3 separate regions of the Mus musculus genome follow, and regions 1 and 2 are each linked to region 3. The links are chromatin contacts, called in public HiChIP or PLAC-seq and promoter capture Hi-C maps. All regions are on one chromosome and are shown on one strand. Each heading gives the region's core, a stretch centred on a gene start, on an enhancer-like site or on the middle of the called end of the contact. The rest is flanking DNA. Distances are from core to core; before and after follow the strand shown.

What was found. HiChIP or PLAC-seq counts read pairs in DNA pulled down with a chosen protein or histone mark. Capture Hi-C pulls out chosen DNA fragments and counts their contacts.
Region 1: a contact with region 3 is called in a promoter capture Hi-C map of adipose tissue. The contact joins the promoter of Gpr19 here to the promoter of Hebp1 in region 3. A contact is called at or near these places in 2 of 115 datasets of contacts at active chromatin or transcription factors (embryonic stem cells and pancreatic cancer cells) and 1 of 9 other capture datasets (adipose tissue).
Region 2: a contact with region 3 is called in a FOXA1 HiChIP or PLAC-seq map of pancreatic cancer cells. The contact joins the promoter of 1700055D16Rik here to the promoter of Hebp1 in region 3. A contact is called at or near these places in 1 of 115 datasets of contacts at active chromatin or transcription factors (pancreatic cancer cells) and 2 of 9 other capture datasets (adipose tissue and pancreatic islet).

Annotation. Positions count from the first base shown.
Region 1 is chr6:134,896,935-134,899,634 of GRCm38.p6, reverse strand. It overlaps Gpr19 (G protein-coupled receptor 19), which reads left to right and starts at 1,441. Exons shown (of 4, transcript NM_001362050.1): 1 at 1,441-1,803; 2 at 2,422-2,473. 2810454H06Rik (RIKEN cDNA 2810454H06 gene) reads right to left here and starts at 1,674. Exons shown (of 1, transcript NR_029441.1): 1 at 1-1,674. RefSeq lists a cis regulatory region at 1,494-2,029.
Region 2 is chr6:134,791,104-134,793,803 of GRCm38.p6, reverse strand. It overlaps 1700055D16Rik (RIKEN cDNA 1700055D16 gene), which reads right to left and starts at 1,444. Exons shown (of 2, transcript NR_151454.1): 1 at 1,308-1,444. Dusp16 (dual specificity phosphatase 16) reads left to right here and starts at 1,176. Exons shown (of 7, transcript NM_130447.3): 1 at 1,176-1,527.
Region 3 is chr6:135,166,898-135,169,597 of GRCm38.p6, reverse strand. Hebp1 (heme binding protein 1) reads left to right here and starts at 1,383. Exons shown (of 4, transcript NM_013546.3): 1 at 1,383-1,578. The coding sequence starts at 1,501.

The sequences.
Region 1 (2,700 bases), core at 192-2,691, 270 kb after region 3:
CTGTATTTTCTCTCTTATGAAGGAAATGTCAGGTCAATATAGGTGTGGAAAACTGGTTATCATTCTACCTCAAGTAAGCTATTGTTCTTATCTATAATAGAGAACCTGTTTCTTTGTTTAAAACAGCGTTTCATGTAGCCCAGGCTGGTTTATGACTCCATACGTGGGGATTGCCCTGAACTTCTGATCCTGCCTCTATAGGTCTACCACCAAGTCCCATTTTACTCAGTTCTGCATAAATCCGTGGCTTTTAGGCAAGGAGCCTACCAACTGATCTACAAACCCCATTTTTTTTCTTCTTCAATGTACCACCATACCCAGATTGTATAGGAAAAAAAATGTTCAAAGTATGCTAAATTTTACTATTATATTGAACATAAAAAAAAAAATCCGAGGTGAGATGATAGCTTCTCTTGAGACAAATGTTGGAAGCATGACAAGTCTTCAAGTTCTGACCTCTTCTGTTCACATACATACATTTCCCCCTTCTTACTGGTTAAAATCTCACTTTTTCTGGTAGAAAAATGTTACAAATCTAAAGACTTCAATCTCACCGGTCAAAAAATAGGGTCTAATAAAATTGCCAAATAAATTCCATTGTTTTGAAAACTAGAAAAATGCTCAGGCTTAGCTAAGTTGCCAGTTATTAATTTTTTTTGAACGTACTGGAATCTATCAATAGAAATTCCTTCACAAATCAGTTTGCCTCTACTTGCAAATGGATAACCATATCTAAAATAATCTATGCTTATCAGATAATATTTTATGAGCACTGTCTGAGTCTATTTAGAGCGGACTTTGAAGGGACATTCAGACTCTTATGAACTAACTGGCTTCTGCTTTAAAGGGCTACTGCTTCTAGTGTCAGCTCTTTCTAGTTTCAAAATTTGCATGGCCGCCTTTCTGAGTCGCCTTCAAGAACAGTCTTAGCCCAGTCAGGAATTGCTCGAACTCCGGCGGCCTTAGGGTCAGGCTTATTTGCATCTTTGCTAAACAAAGTCCATCCTTTGAGGCGTCAGCGCCGCCGGTCTTCGCTCTCACGCTCCGCTGCTCACTTCAGCGACGGTGGCGTGCACAGCACCTGGGTCATCTGTGCTCACGATCCTGCCGCGACACCGACTCTGGGCGTTGTGGTTCTCATTTCAGGGCTCCGAGATTCCCACGGCACACTCGGCTGCTCGCTCCCTAGTCCCGGGACTAGGAGGCGCGGTTTTCCCGGAGAAATCCACGTCAGCCGCGCAGGCGCAGGCGCAGGATCTGGGCGGAGGGAAGGGGCCTGCGCTCGGCCCGCGGTAAACAAGCACTGCGCAGGCGCCGTGCGCCAAGGTGATTTTTTTTTTGTTTTGTTTTTTGTTTTTTGGTTTGCATAGCATCATAAAAAAGGGGGAAGGCCAAAGCAAACCCTAGCATCTTAAGACGATCGACGGTGTGGCTTCTGCTACTCTCACTCTGAGGCACCGGCTGCGCGACCATGGCAGCCATAACTCTTCCACAGAGCTGCCGGCCTTGAGCTCTTTCGCTCACTGTCTACACTGAGGCTGAGAGGACAGAGAAAAGACAGAGAAAAAAAAGAAGAAAGAAAGAAGATTTAAAGGAGAGGTGGTGGGCGGTTCCCACAACGCCACCGTAAAGACCTCTGTGCCTCTTTCCCCAGACAACGCGAGATCCTGTGCCAGCCGGGACTCCGCCCCCGCCCCGCCCGTGGCTGTGTGCGCATGCGCTGGGCTTTTTGGCGCGCAAACCGTTCAGAACTTCCTGCTTGGTCACAGGTGGCCCCGTCGGCCCCCGAGGGATGTCAGTCAGGTCGGAGCCGGGGATTCACGCCCACTGCGGCACGTCCTTAGGGATTTTTCGGTCAAAATTCCACTTGACTGTAACTCGCCCCCCCCATTCTTCTGTTCTCGTATGGGTCATGAGGTCTCCGCGAATCCAAGAGTCAGAGTGGGAAGAGAACCCCTCGCGGTTTTTAAAAGATGTTGCGATTTCGTTGTGTGGCACGCGAGCTAACTGGCATAAAAGGATAAATCTGGGGAACGAACGGGACTTCCCCCCCCCCACCCCCGAAGATTCTGAGAGGCTGTGAATGTGGACCGGGCTAACACAGTGATATGAAGATGAGAAGTTTTAAAAATGGAAGGAGCCAATGAAGGCTTGAGAGATGAGGCTAGGAGGAATTAGAGCAGTAGAGGAAGTTTAGCTTAAAATATTTACGCATATTTATAAGCAAGTAGGCAGCAGTGCCGCATATTTAGTCTACGATAGCGAAGTGAAATGGGGATGTCTTTGAGTGCAACAGAAACATTTTTTAAAGTTGTCGCAGGCAAGAGCTGAGGTTGGGGCGGGGTAAAACAGATAATCTGGAGTCTTAGGATGTTGCAAGTGTGGACCGCTCTGACTGATTTGGCCTCTTTTCTCTCTCAGGGGACGTGGAACACCTGCACAAACTGGATTTTTGCCCTATCACGACTCTGAGGTACCATCCGGCAACTGAAGTGTCCTCTTTCCAATAGAATGCCTGGCCTCTCCCACCAACTTCACGGTTCAGCCGGAATGAAATTTGGCTAACAAGTCACTCAGATGAGTCACTGGCTCATTACAAGATTATAGATTTCTAATCTATAGCCTTCCAGTTGTGTAGATCTTAGGATTCACTCTAATATTGGGAGCAGTGCTATATAGTACAGACAGTATTGTCATTTT
Region 2 (2,700 bases), core at 195-2,694, 380 kb after region 3:
AGTGTCTCAAAACAAAGCTACTTTGAAAAGAAGGGAGAAAAAAGCAAAAGCAAAAGCAAACCAAAACAAACAAAAAACCCAAACCCATGAAAGACTTGGAGTTAAAGTAGGCTCAAGTAGGTCTTGCATCTCTTGAAAGCAAGTGAACTCTGGTTTGACTTAAAGATGATGCTGTACTACCGATGTCGAGAATACTTACTTAATGTGTAAGGGCGTTTTGATTTCATGTTTGTGTGTGCGCCCCATGTGTGCTCGGTGCCCATGGAGGTCAGCGGAGGGCATCAGATCCCCTGGAACTGGAGTTACAGATGGTTCTGGGCTGCCATGTGGGTGCTGGGAATCGAGCCGTCAGTGCTCCTAACAACCCTAAAATACCTTTAACGTCTTATTACATTTTATTTGTGTGTGTGTATTACATTTTATTTATTTATTTGTGTGTGTGTGTGTGTGTAGCGGGGTGGGGAACAGCATGTGGACTGAGGACAACTTTCAAAGGCGGTTCTCTCCACCGCATGGACCCTTTACTTGTTGAGCCATCTCGAGGGCACGCAGAAAAGATTCTTTTAGAAAAAATAATTCTTGGCTGCGTTTGCCCGCACTCGTGTAGTAGGGTCTTTCAAGGACGAAGACATAGGTGAAGATATGTTTGATATCACCGGTGCAGTTTTCCTTCAAGTACCTGTAACTTCCCTCTCAAGAGAAAAGCCCCGGATTTGGGATTCCGGGACCTTCTTACAAAATGATTGACTGCAGCACTCTCAGATCGCCTTGCTTTCCTTCCCCTAGAGTGGGGGCATTGGAGCAGCCGCCTCCGTCGGAGGAGAGACCCCAGCGCGGGCAGGAGGCGGGCGGGCCACAGACCCAGGCTCCCGGGCCGCGAACCCGGAGCGCCGAGGCGCCGCTCGGTCGGCCCGGTACGCGACCCGAGCCCGCCTCCCGGAGGCTCCGGAGGCTCCGGCTCGCGGGGACGAGCGCCGAGGGGCGGGCGATGCGCGGCCTGGGCCGGAGACCCCGCCCCCCCACCCCGCCCCCCGCCCCGCCCTCGCCCGTCTCCTCCTTTCCCCCCCGGGCTCCGCTGAGTTCATTCACTGGGATTGGTTTCAAGTGACGCCATCTCTTTATTTTTAAACCGATGACCTCATCCGCGCTTGAAGTTTCCTGACCAGCGACTCTTTCTCTCTCCCCAACCCCCACACTACCCCCCCTGGTCCCCTCCTGCGGGCATCACCGTTTGGGGGGGCTCTCATCCCGTTTCCAACCATTTACCCTCCCCCTCTCGCTTTTCCCGCGCGGACCCCCAACTTTACCTCAACTTCTTCATCCCTGTCGACATTTTTTTTTCCCTCTTTCGGGGGGCGGTGGAAGAGAAAGTGAAGAAAAGTTGCAAACGCCCGGGCTCTCGCTAAGCTCTCCGCCCACCCTTCAGAGGAGAAGCCCCGGCGGCGAGGAGGACGCGCGAGCGACGGCTGGGCGACGCGGTGACAACGCTCGCTCCCCTCCGCGAGCCTGGAGCCGGCGGCCCCTCAAGTAAGTGTTCGCGGCGGGCCGCGGGCCGGCTGGGAGGCGCGTCCGCTCCTCGTGCCGGCCGCCGCGCGCTCTCCCCGGCCGGGGGCCGGCGGGCCACGGCGGCCCGGAGCGGCGACGGCGGCGGCGGGGGGTGTGTAGGCCGCGCTGGGGGTCGGCCCGAGCCGCGGGGGCGCCCCGGCCTCGCCGCGCCGAGCGGGCGAGCGGGCGAGCGGGCGAACGAGCCCCGGGCCGCGGGTCGCCGGCACCTGGGCGGGCGAAGCTGCTCACTTCCAGACTGTTACACAACACGCCTGCCAAGTGGGGCCCTGACTGTTTCCATAATCCCAAATTCACCTTGTGTGTGTGCAGGCAGCCAGCGAGGCCACCTGGGGAGCGACCGTGTCGCTTCCTTAAACAAGGAAAAAAAAAAAAAAACCCACCCCCAAAACTCAACTTTCATTCCGGGGCTCCCGTCACGGTGTTGGAGGAAAACGGTCCGCCGGTGACTCCTTTATTTACAGTAGCTGTAAAATGTGAGACATGAAAACGGGGAAACAACGGACGGTGTGTGTGTGTGTGTGTGTGTGTGTACGGTGTAGTTTCACGTGGAAAAAAAAAAACCCTAAGGAGGACATACATGCAAACTCTTTAAGAGCGACGGGTTGTTTCCTACAGAAAGCTGATAATACACTTGGGGAAAGTACAAGGAGATCTTAAAATGAATGGCTTGTGCAAAATTGGAAAGAACTTTTCTTAAACGCCTGTTGCAAAGATCCTTGGTGTTTTGAAGTCCTGTGTGTCTCAGATTGTTTGGAGAACGCACACCTCTAATCAGCCCATGATTAGAGAGGAAAAACCTGTTGCATAATCTCATTTGCTGTGGGGTTGGCTGTGCCGTCCCCTGAACCAAGGGGAAGTGAGTTAGGATGAGGGTTTTTAAACCTCTGAGGTTTTTATTTACACAGTGCGCTGGGTGCCACTTTGCTTTTAAAGATTGTAAGTAAATACTCTGCTCTTACAAGCGAATCAAACCTATCGAACCTGCTGGGAAAATGACCAGGTATGTGTTCTCTCCTGCTCACGTTATCTCTCTCTCTCTGAAATAGATTCTCAGGGGGAATAAGCCTCTTTGGCCACTCTGTGGAGCTTGATAGTACATACAGTTAACAACTACTTCCTCAAAAAGCCTACACT
Region 3 (2,700 bases), core at 134-2,633:
ACAATGGACACACAGTCACATTCCATCACTTAAGGCAGGGACCCAGAGGTGGGAACTGAAGCAGACCCCGTGGGGAAGTCCTGTTTAGTGGCTTGCTCCTTAGGTCTTCTTGCTCAACCTACTTTCTTAACAACTCAGAACTGCCTGCCATGGGGCAATACCATACACAGTTGAATGGAACCTCCCATCTCAGTCATTAATCAAGAAATTGCCCCCGCAGACTGGCTAACAGGTGATCTGATGCAGACAAGCTCTCGATGGAGGTTCCTCTTCTCAAATAACACTTGTTTGTGTCAAGTTGACCAGGACAGATAGCATATAAAGCAATGGGCTTCACTATGACAGTTTATGTATATATCATTTGCATATCATTTGCATATGCATTTTGCTCCTATTCAGTATCTTCACACCATTCCCTCAACCTCCCCACCCCCGTAAGATGGGTACATGTACAACTGTGATACTAGGACTGTGTGATGTGTGTAGATTTAGTATCTAGTACCCTAATAATATCTGTGATACTATTATGTGGTGTGTGTATATTAATGATCCTAGAGTGTACTAGAGTACAGGTAATATTTACAAAGTACTTGGCAAGAAACAAACACTCAAATAAAATAAATCCTGACAAAATCGGTTAGGTTATAAGGGGACTGAACGAGCTGTTGTTTGGGCAAGTAGTGTGAAACTTGTGATTAATACACTGTTGGGACTGGAGGGATGGCTCAGCTCTTAAAGACGCACACTGCCTTCAGAGAGGATCTCAGTTCTGTTCCTAGCACCCACCTTTGGGACCTCCTGTGATACTAGCTCCCAGGGGAATACAACGCACCAGTGTGCGCGCACACACCTTAAAGTAAAACCATTTTTAAATGCACTGTAGAGCTTGTTATGGTGACGCACTCCCATAATCCTCAGCTCGGAGGAAGCTGAGACAGGAAGACAGCAGAGTTCCCAGCCACCCTGTTTACAATAGTGAGTTCTGGGCCAGCCTGGACACTGAGACCCTGCCCAACAAACTAAAAAGACAAAGTTAAAAAAGAAAACAGTAAGAAAAAGGTTAAGAGTGGCTTTTCCATCCCCTTAGAAGATGAAGCCAGGAGTGACAGTGATCACTTGCAAGCCCAGTGCTCCAGAAGCTGAAGCGGAGGGATCCTCAGGCCAGCGTAGGCTGCATAGCAGGACCCTGTCACAAAAGAACGAACACGGTTTGTTTTTAATCATCTGTGAGATGCAGTGAGGTAGGAAGAGGGTGACTAAGGAAAGTATACACAAAGTGGGGTGCTACAGGCTTGAACCAGCTCCGCACCCAGGAGACTGGGCTCACGTGGGTGGAGTTTGGGGGACGCTGCCCAGGCCACGCCCGGTGTCGCCCAGTGGGCGGAGACCGCCGCAGCCCCGCCCCAATCGCCTGTCTACTCACGCGCTTACTGCCCCTCGCCCTGTGGACCTTACTGCCAGTGAGTGTACGCTCGATCGGCCAGACCCCACGGCGTCACCATGTTGGGCATGATCAGGAACTCACTGTTCGGGAGCGTGGAAACGTGGCCTTGGCAGGTTCTAAGCACCGGGGGCAAGGTAGGCCGGCAGGGTGTAGAGGACCTGAAGGAGGACTCTGCGCGGCCGTCCCCACCCTGGCCGGGGCTGAAACTGGTGCCGCGGGGCCATGGGTGGGACTGTGACCGAAGCTGCATTCCGGCTGGGGCCGCCCTGTACTGCCCGGCGCTTGCTCTGGGAAGGAGGGGAAAGAGCAGTCTGGCTCAGCCAGACCACTGACGCGGAAAAGGATCCATCTTGGCGAGTGGGACACTGCCTGTTGCGTGCATCTGTCCATTTAAGCATTCCAAACCGTCTGAACTCCCCCCCCCCCTCTTAGGGCAGAGACCCACTCTGTCCCAGGCTACCCTGACACTGGCTGTGTAACCTAGATTAGCCTCGAATTCTGTCGCAATATTCCTCCCACTTCAGCCTTCCCAGAGTTGGGACTACAGGCATGACCCACTACGCCTGGCTACATTCTGAACAATTTTGTGAGAGACACATGGTTGCAGCAGGCATATCTGCTAGGGAGCCATAAGGGGCCCTTCAACCTGTGGGCTGCTAAGCTCCGCTTGTGTGGGAGTTCCCAGGCAAGTGCCTGTGCAAAGGCTCAGAGCTGCACGGTTGCAACTGCTAGTGCTGGATGCATGGAGTGAGCGAGGAGACTTAATCACCTTGGTCTACCAAATTTGCATCGGCACCAGAGGGGCATCAGGACACCCGGTCAGCTTTCATGAAAGTTAGGAGTTTGGGTACTCGGGTATAATCTTGAAGGCATGTATTTGATTATTGGTTGGTTAATATTGGGAATTAAACCTAGAGCCTTGTGCAAACCAAGCCGAGTATTTTGCAACTCATCTGCTCCCTCAGCCTGACATATATTTTATCTCAGGACACTCTCTTATTATAATGATTCTGGATAAAAGGCCCGTGTTACCTGGGGGCCAAGGTCTGGAACCTACTACACTGAACCTCACACAAAGCCCACAACTCAACTTTAGTCTAGACTCAGCCCTCCAGAGTTCTGTCAAGCCATCCTTCCCCCTCTCAGGGGCTCCTCAGTTGTGTGTAGAACAAGCAATTGAAGCCCTGATCACGCAGGGACACGAACGAGTTCAAAGACAGATAATGAAAAGGAGTGAAATGGGCTGGTTAGATTAT